Linked DNA regions of Mus musculus: region 1 is linked to region 2. The links are chromatin contacts, called in public Hi-C maps. All regions are on one chromosome and are shown on one strand. The core of a region is the stretch at or near the end of the contact, and the rest is flanking DNA. Distances in the headings are between cores, read along the strand shown. Region 1 overlaps Klf3 (Kruppel-like factor 3 (basic)). Region 2 has its middle 10 kb from the start of Gm31423.

Evidence for each region. Hi-C and Micro-C count contacts between places; a contact is called where the count stands out from the background.
Region 1: a contact with region 2 is called in a Hi-C map of bone marrow-derived macrophages, with 24 read pairs. The contact joins two enhancer-like sites. A contact is called at or near these places in 4 of 484 Hi-C or Micro-C datasets (the 3T3-L1 cell line, bone marrow-derived macrophages, embryonic stem cells and 1 more), 4 of 115 datasets of contacts at active chromatin or transcription factors (embryonic stem cells and stem cell-derived neural progenitor cells) and 3 of 9 other capture datasets (adipose tissue, embryonic stem cells and liver).

Annotation. Positions count from the first base shown.
Region 1 is chr5:64,831,974-64,836,793 of GRCm38.p6, forward strand. It overlaps Klf3 (Kruppel-like factor 3 (basic)), which reads left to right. Exons shown (of 6, transcript NM_008453.6): 6 at 1-928. Among named protein-coding and RNA genes, the nearest start is that of Gm31684, 18 kb to the left of the region's middle. Within about 2 kb of position 2,353, at least 27 of the 459 cell types and tissues checked have an H3K27ac peak or open chromatin away from gene starts, as enhancers often do. A contact at or near this core is called in bone marrow-derived macrophages, where this site is marked.
Region 2 is chr5:64,519,632-64,524,095 of GRCm38.p6, forward strand. No RefSeq gene overlaps it. Among named protein-coding and RNA genes, the nearest start is that of Gm31423, 10 kb to the right of the region's middle. Within about 2 kb of position 2,545, at least 42 of the 459 cell types and tissues checked have an H3K27ac peak or open chromatin away from gene starts, as enhancers often do. A contact at or near this core is called in bone marrow-derived macrophages, where this site is marked.

The DNA.
Region 1 (4,820 bases), core at 1,103-3,602, 310 kb after region 2:
TTTTTGAGTTTCACAGTGGGAAGGGTACATCATTAAATGGGCATTTTGCACTCGAAAGTCACTTGGTTTGGAGACTGTGTGTAGCATAGCTTTGTTCAACTAAGAAGATACTAAATATGCAGATGTTGCAAGAGCCTTGGAACAGAATTACAGGGGAGTGATATATGTATATGTATGTTTTATTAAACACCCACCTGCACTATCAGTATTGCACTAATGTGGAATTTGAGAGACTATTGCTGATATTGTAATCTGCGCACCATTCCTTAGATTGTTAAAAAAGACAATCTCAGAGATCAAAGGTTTTATAATTTGGTTTGAAATTAGAATTGTCTTGAAGGAGTTGCTAACGTACATGAAGTCACTTGAGTTCTCTTTATTCTCTTCTTGGTCAAGGTTAACAGTTTCTAAACGATTGCAAATTCACTTAAGTAATACATTTACAAAGCCATTTTACATGCATTAAAAGAGGGCTACAATGTGTTTTACAAATACTAGCACTTTTTTTTCCTGTTATGTACCTAGTGTTAGAGGGTCAGAATAATCTTTCTGCTTGGCATCTCTTAAAACCTACCTGCAAGCATAGCAGGCTTATTGCATTTACAGTTCTTTAATACTTGTATAAACTATGCAGAAATTTTTAATAAAGTGTAATATATTTTATAAGCTAATAAGACTGAATGGGTAAAGGTTTTTAGCATGCATTAGTATACTTGCAAATACTGAAACATTTTGGTAATCTTTCTTACTAAAGATGTGAATGTTTAATGTACCTTCTGTTTCTACCCTGTAGTCCAATGGGAATTCAGTAATGACATTTTGTCATGTCAAACTGTGAACATAAATTTGTACTGTACAGTCCTCATATACTATATACAGTATGCAATATATGTATTATATACTTGTTAATAAAACCATCTGAATATTACACATAATCATGTGATTACTATAGGTAGTATTTACCAGGAACAAAGACGTGAGAGATGTAAAGTTTCAAAGTAAGTCACTGATGAGCAATAATTTTTAATGGTTAGAAAAGGAAGCCCATCTAGCCAGTAGGTACACCACAGGAGTGAAGAGTCTTAAAGCAATGACCCAGTAATGTCCAGGAAGAGGAAGGCTCAGTTTAAGCCATAGAACTGCAGACATTCATCTGTAAATACATCCAGTGCATTTTAGAAGAGCTTTGTTTCTCCATCCTATCCAGAATGCCTCCTTGCTGTGTGTGATGTTCCCAAGGAAACTCTTCCCAGAAGAGTCTGCCTCTGTAATTCTGCTCCCTTTTCTTATTCACAGCTGATTCTCCAGCTCCATTAGCCCAGCAAAGCAGACTTTTCACTCCAGTGATACTGGATCTTGCTAATCACAGCTAATTCTGGTTAAGAATTAACCAGAGACCACAGATTCATAAAATATCTCACAAAGGGCCCTAGTAGAATCCTTTAAAGGACTCTCAAACTTCCCTTTGAAACTCCCACAAGCCAGGCCTCCCATCATGTGCATTGCTCTGAACATTGTCTCCCAAGCTTCCAGACAACATTCCTCTAATCCCTCATCACTCAATGGTTTTTCCAGCCCCAAGTACAAGTGCCACTGTAGTCCACACATTGTCAGGTCTGACAGAGTAACACCCTACTCCTGATACTAATTTCTGCCATAGAGATAAAAACAGCATGACTGTAAGGAGGGAGGGTTTGGTTTTTTTATGCTCCCATATCCTAGTCCATCACTGAAGGAAGTCAGGGCAGGAACTCAAGCAGGTGAGAACCTGGAGGCAGGAACCTATGCAAGAGGAAGGAGTGCCATACAAGCTTGCTCCCCATGGCTTATTCAGCCCGTTTTTGTTTTTTGTTTTTTTAATATTTATTTATTATATGTAAGTACACTGTAGCTGTCTTCAGACACTCCAGAAGAGAGCATCAGATTTCGTTACGGATGGTTGTGAGCCACCATGTGATTGCTGGGATTTGAACTCAGGACCTTTGGAAGAGCAGTCGGGGCTCTTAACTGTGAGCCATCTCACCAGCCCTCAGCCTGCTTTTTCAATACCATCTAGCACCATCTGCCCAGAGGTAGTACTATCCACAATGAGTTAGCCCTTCCCCCCACCAACACCGACCCCCAACAACCATCAATCAAGAAAATGCCCTATAGATTTGCCTACAAGTAATCTGGTGGGGATGCATTTTCTCAGTTGAGGTACCCTCTTCTCAAATGACTCTAGGTTGTGTCAGGTTGACAAAAACTTAGCCAGCACACTATCAGTGTGTTCTCCAGACAGTTCTTGTGCTAGAGAGCAATTCTTCAATCCAGCAGTGTGGGAGATGGGCTCTAATGGGAAACACTTGAATCATGGGGTCGGGCTCCCCCATAAATTCCTTTCTCATGTGTCAGGGTTAGTTCCTGCAGGGCTAGATTGGTCATCTTGAGAAATTACAATCTGAGGCAATCCTTTGGGTTTTTTCCTATTGCACACAGGTTCATTTCCCTTCCTCTTCCAACTTGGCACCATGTTAAGAGGCTGCACAGGGCCCTCACTTTATCTTGGACTTCCCAGCCTCCAGAACTGAAACTAAATTTTGCTTTTATAAACTATAAACCTAGACCCAAGGATTGTGTTACAGCAACAGGAAATGAAACTAGGACTTCTAAAAAAATAAAATTATTTATTTATTTGGAGGAAGGAAAGGGAAAAAAATATGATTATAATCTCAAAAATAAAAGACAAATTGTTGCAAAATACTCTCTCTCTCTCTCTCTCTCTCTCTCTCTCTGTGTGTGTGTGTGTGTGTGTGTGTGTGTGTGTACATACATGACAATGCTTACATGTGGAGGTGCAAGGACAGTTCACAGGAGTTGGTTTTCTCCTTCCACCATGTGGGTCCCTGAGATCAAATTCAGGGCAACTGGGTTTGGTGGCAAGATCCTTTACTCACTGAGCCATCTCACCTGCCCTAAGTTTTTAATCTACAATTAATTAATTAATCCTAATTAATAGGATTCATACCTTAATAGGTCAGGAACAGATAGTAAGAGCTTCATAGAAGTACATAAATCTGAATAAATATGACTTTTCAAGCCTTCAGTGGTCATGAATAAAAACAACAGATGGTTTCTGACTAGGGTTTTAAACCTTTTTTTTTTATTGTATTTTTTATTATTGTGGATGTGGACACACACTTGTGCAATGGAGAGCTTGTGGAAATCAGAGAACAACTTATGGGAGTTGGGTGTCCTTCCACCATGCAGAGGATAGGACTCAGGCTGTCAGGTTTGTCAGCACTGAGCCACCATGCCAGCCCTAGAGTACTTTTTGCTCAAGACAAAATATAATAACTCTCATCTATTCCCATTATTCTCACACCAAATGAATTTGTTACTTACATGTCATGGTAGGGATCAAAGCACTTGACAGAGGGGAGGGCAGGTTTTGGTTTCAAGGGTTTCAGTTCGTCATGATGGGGAAGGCATGACAGTTCATGTAGGTGAAAGCTTGTAGCAGAAGCTCATCACAAGGGAGAAGGGAGCAGGGTAAGCTAGAAGAGGAACTCAGGTATAACCTCCTTCCAGCTGGGCTATACTTCCTGAAATTTAAACTGCCTCTCAAAACAATTTGACCAAATTAAAACACACACATACACACTCACGTTGAAAATGTAAACCTGTGGAGGACACCTCAAATTCAAACCGCTCATCATCAAAGGGTCATGACCGTCTCATAATACATGAGGCATTTAATCAAACTTCTGAGAGTCAGAAAAGCCCAAAATTATCTTTTGAAACTCGGGGAAATTTTAATTGTGAACTGCTGTAAAATGAAAAGTTATATGTTTCTATTCTATAATACTTTAAGGGTCTAAAAATCACTGAAAGAAGACCCCAGACTCAGATATTGCAAAAAAGAAGAGTGTTTATTCTGCAGAAACAACTAGCATGCTAGGATCACCATCACTTCAGAATGGCAATTCAAAGACATTCAAACCCCTTTTACAGCAGAACTGCTTAATTGCTTCTGAGATAACAACAGACTTTTAAAACTTAGAGCACATTCCAAAAGGTTTTAAAAACCACTAACTGAAGATCACGAAGAACGTATACACCACAGGTGAAAAAACAAGAGATAAAATGTTGACTGGGTTTATCTATACAAAATTTCAAGGACAGCTTAGTTATGGTTTTTAACTTTCCATGAACCTGTAAGCTAGTAACAAATGATGGATGTTGATCAGGTAATTATTCCTAGTAGATGTGTATGTAGACATTCTCTGTTATAAACCTCTTATTCAATTTATAACCTTAATTTATGTGCAAACTTGTAGTCAACTTTTTACCATGTGAACACACACTCTGAAAGTCATACAAGTACTGAGAACAAAGGGCAGGAGGCAGGCCTCCCTCCCCTTTTCTTCCAGAGACTTGGAGAATCACAATTAAGACTGCTTTGCCTAGCCCTCCACTGTTTTACTATGAGGTACTAAACCAGAGACAGTAGCTTCTCCACCTCAGAGCAACCCAGACAGGCAGATAAGCTGCAGAAGCAAAGCACCTTATGTCTAGAATGAATAACAAATGCCCTATGGCCTAGTTGAATGAAGATAAAATGGAGTCTTCCAAACTCCCACCAAAATTACACATTAAGCTAACTTACAGCATTCTCTATCCCATGCCTCCAAACTCTCCTCATTCATCTTGAAAACCAGTTCCAAAGGCTTAAGAACCTCATGGCCAGGCTTATCACAGCAATGACTCTCTTCTCTGGTACCATTTTCTTTATTACTTACTGTATTGCTTATGGAATTACCTGCTAGGAAAAAAATTAA
Region 2 (4,464 bases), core at 1,295-3,794:
ATGTGTTTCTGTGTATTTTATACACATACATACTTGCACACACACAAACACAGGTGCCCCAGAAGGCCAGAAGAGGGCTTTGGACCCCTGAAGCTAGGCTTTCGGCAGTCATGAGCAGATTCCATGTGGATTCTGGGAACTGGCCTTGAGTCCTCAGCAAGATCAGCAAGTGCTGTCACCAGCCGAGTGCCTCCGAAGCCCCTCCTTTTTTTAATTTTAAGGAAAAAGATGAAGAAGTCTGACATGAGAGCTCTGTGGGTCCAGCTCTTCCTTTATGAGGAAAGGGTCCAAAACGGCGAGGCTTTTAAGGGAAGAAACATTTCTCACTCTCCACAGGCTTGCGTGTCTTTCTCCCCGGAAGGGCCTTAGCTCCTCCTGTGATGTTGTTCAATCTCACTGCAGGCCTTGAGCTTGTCTTTTTTCTGTTTTAAAGAACTGCCTTGAAGGCTGGTTGGAGGTTCAGTGCCCGGGGTCCGGTCATCAGCGGCGTAAGCCGGGTCTGGTGGCACAGACTGCCTAGAATCCTTGCATTCTGGAGGTGAAGAAGAGATGTCCTTGGCTATGTGGCCCAGCCTTGGCTGTGAGACTCTTCTCAGAAAGGAAAAAAAAAAAAAAAAAAAAAGAAACCTTGATTTGATAGTTTTTAAATGACTCGATTGAGAGGCTTTTTTGTTTTTTTGTTTTTGTTTTTAAAAAATAGAACAGGTCCCGCTTTCCTTGTGTACAAAAGGAGGGCTTAGAGAGAGAGGCACCTGCGGAGTGACTGGGACGCAATAAATGCTGGCTGGCCAAGTCCCTTCCGAAGCTGTTTGGATTTTATGGTTTGACATGCCCGTAGGTTGGAAGAGAAAGTAAGCCAAGTAGCTAGGGGCGTGGAAAGAAGGAGAAGCGGCTGCGGCTCAAGTATACAGTATGATGTTAACTTACAAATAAAGCTTTCCCTCAGACTTTCTTCCTAAGCAAAAACTTCAGTAACCCCCAGTCCCAAGGAAGAGAGACAGTTCAGACCCCCAAACTGTCATGTGTAAGAAACAGAAGAAAAGCAACGCCAACTCCAAAAGGAAGAGACAGCATCAGCTCAGGGTCCCCCAAACCAAGTTACAGCACAAAGGAGATTTCTTTGTCCCAAAGGGACAGAAGGCTGAGATAAGAGGACAAAGGCAGGAGATAGAAGAGGAAGAAGGGGAAGGGAGCAAGGGAGAGGGGAGCAAGGGAGAGGGGAAGGGGGATTTGTCTTGGAGGGAAATGGGACAAAGGACTTCCTCTGATGGAGAGGAGACAGACCGTCACATAGGAAAATGGTGGTTTATAAAGGGAAAAATGGGAAACCCCGTGTTAGGATGAGGTGTTTAACTTTAATTGGGCATGTTAATTAGGTGAGCCCAAGAGGGCTTTTGACCGCTGGACTTCAGTATTTTGATAGTTGGACCTTGGTAGTCAGCCTCAGGAGGAAGAAGTGGCCAAATAAAGAACGGACCTTGGAGACTAGCATTAGGAATGAAATCTACGGACTTTTAGCAAGACAGAGGGAATTGGGGAGAAGGACGAGGCCTGTCAGAGCCATGACCACCACACTTGACCTAGCCGGAGTCCCTTCAAATTCTTAACCACAGAAAACATGTTGCCACTCTGAGCTCACCTTAACACGGAGAGTGCCATGCAGCCCAAGATGGCCAGCACACTCACTGCCCCTGCCACCATATGCAACTGTAGAGAGAAAGTGAAGGCAAGTGAGAAGCAAACAGCAGATGACAGCCACAGAGAAGCATATGAACAGGAACTTTTAAAGATGGGAAAAGAATTCCTAGTGGGGGACACGAGGAGATATGCATACTCATTACCTTCTCATTATCCTCAAATAATACCGCCCAGCTGCGGCTCCCCTGTAAAGTCAAAAAGTTCCCGTGAGTTGGAAACAGAGCACAAGAGTTTTCTCCTAACACAGGATGGTGCCAAATGTGAGTGCTTACATAAATAGATCAAGAGTCTCTCCACCGAAGACACATCCATGTCCAGGCTTGCCTGTGGCCTGACTCTTCCCCTGACTACATAATGATTAATAGGCTGTAGCAATATAGTGTGCCAGATACCTGTATTTGGTTATGAATGGAGAAATTATTTATAGTTGCCTGAAGCCAGCGTGGCTGTCTGGTACTTCTATGGCTTTATCTTACAAAAATAATATATATCATAAAGAATATATATGTGTGTGTGTGTGTGTGTGTGTAGGTATTTAATATGAATCTGGTGGGTGTTGCCATAACCAACCTTCATAGGTAAAAAAAGAAGGAACAATGTCTTTTCAAGTAGTCATGAGGAAAGTGAGAAAACAAAGCACTTTGTAAATGAATCCCTGACCCTGTGAGAGGAATCTTCACAGAAACCACAAAATGTTGGCTTTTGACTAAGTTCCCAAAAGAAAAAGTCAGTTTCCTGTTTGCTTGGGGTTGTATTTTAATTTCTTTTTGGTTGTGGTTAGATAATTTTCAAGAACATATGGGAAAAGTCTTGGCAGTCAGTCCCTCTCGTCCCCACAGGATGGCAAAAGAAGTGTGCAAATGAAAACGGGACACAGCACTTCAGCCTGACACGATGCCCCATGGTGCCAGCCAGCGGCTTCTTGGGGGATAATTTACAGCTGACGACTGAGGACTTGAGAAACCATGCTCAGCAACAGTTTACAAAGCTGAGAACAGAAAGCAAAGACTGCTGAAACAGCATTAGACACACACACACAGTGTCACACACACACACACAATCACATAATACATACATACTCACACAAACATACACAGACATACACACACATATATATATATACACACATTCACACACACATACACACACACTCATACAGACACGCACATATACAATGCACACATGCATACACATACCCACACATACACACACAAATTCACATACACATACATACATACATACACATACAGATACACACAGAGCTACACACACACACACACACACACACACACACACACACACACTGTCATCTGAGATTAAGTCTGACCAGGCTACTCACAGTGTTAAAAATAATAACCCAAAGTTTTACAGAGCAGCTCAGTAGTTGCACTTAGTGCTATAACGGCATCTTCCTATTTAACCCTAATAACCTTAGATGCTTAGAAAAATAAGGCGGACTGTTTAAAATCCCCAGCCAGCAGGCACTCCAGCTGACTGTTGATGTTGAACACAGCTGTGTCCATAGCCTGAGCTTTTAACCACTAGAACGTGTTGTCAAACCCTGATGTTATAACAAACACTTTTGGTGGAATGGATGGTGTCTTTACCACATCACATATGTTCCTGCTATGAATAGTAAATGAGCATACCGTGAAATAATGAAATAGTTATGATTTTGCACAAATGCTTCGTTACAGAGCCCTTGAGTAGAAACCCTGCCACAGTCAGTGCACAGGTAATTAAAGACATTGTAAATAGTGCATCTTTTACCTTCTCAGCCTTCCGTGATTGATAAAACGCTAGGTAGATTGAGTAGGGATAAAAGACAGAGAACATGGATCATGGGCATCAAGAACTAAACTTGGGATGGCAGTCAAGTTTGTGGCCTCAAAAACATCTTAAAGGGTATTTTTTTGCAATAAATTAACATTTTAGAATTTATGAACTTACAGTACAAATTTCTTAAGCTGACACACGATAAAATGGAAAATATGAATAGCCTCATGTCTATTGAAAGAATTAACTTTGGGGCTAGTGATGTGTCTCAACAGGTAAAGGTACTTGGTGGCAGGCTGGATGGCCTGGGTTCAACACCTGCATCCCACGTGATAGAAGGACAATGGATCTGACTCCCACAAGTTCCCCTTAGACCTCCACACAGGCACTGTGATGCCAAGAAAAATAAAAAGAATTTAAATGTCTATTTTAATTTTTTTTTCCTACAAGGAAAACTCTAGGTCCAGATAATTTGCTGAGAAATTCTATCAAATATTTATTATAATTTAATCAAGGAGTGAACAATTCCAACCTTGGATAATTTTTTCCTAATACTTGTTTTAAGAGATCAATATATTTTGATTTAGACAAAACAAAACAAACAAACAAAAATTTAAAAAACAGAAACAGGCTGGGCATGGCGGCTCACGCCGTTAATCCCAGCACTTGGGAGGCAGAGGCAAGCAGAAGTATGGGAGTTCAAGGCCAGCCTGGTCTACATAGAGAGTTCCAGGCTACCCAGAAATGTATAGTGAAATTCTGTCTCAAATAAATAAATAAAAATGGGGGGGGGTGTAAAATAACTAGTACATTACATAAACTTAGGGCTTAGGCAACGTTTTGCTATACAGCTTAAGCTGGCATCAGACCTGTGGCGATCCTCAGCCCAGAGCACTGGAATTATAGGCATGTACTACCATGCCTAACCTTCAGACATATTCTGAATAGAATACTGGCAGGGGTTAACTCATCAGTACACAAAACAGTATC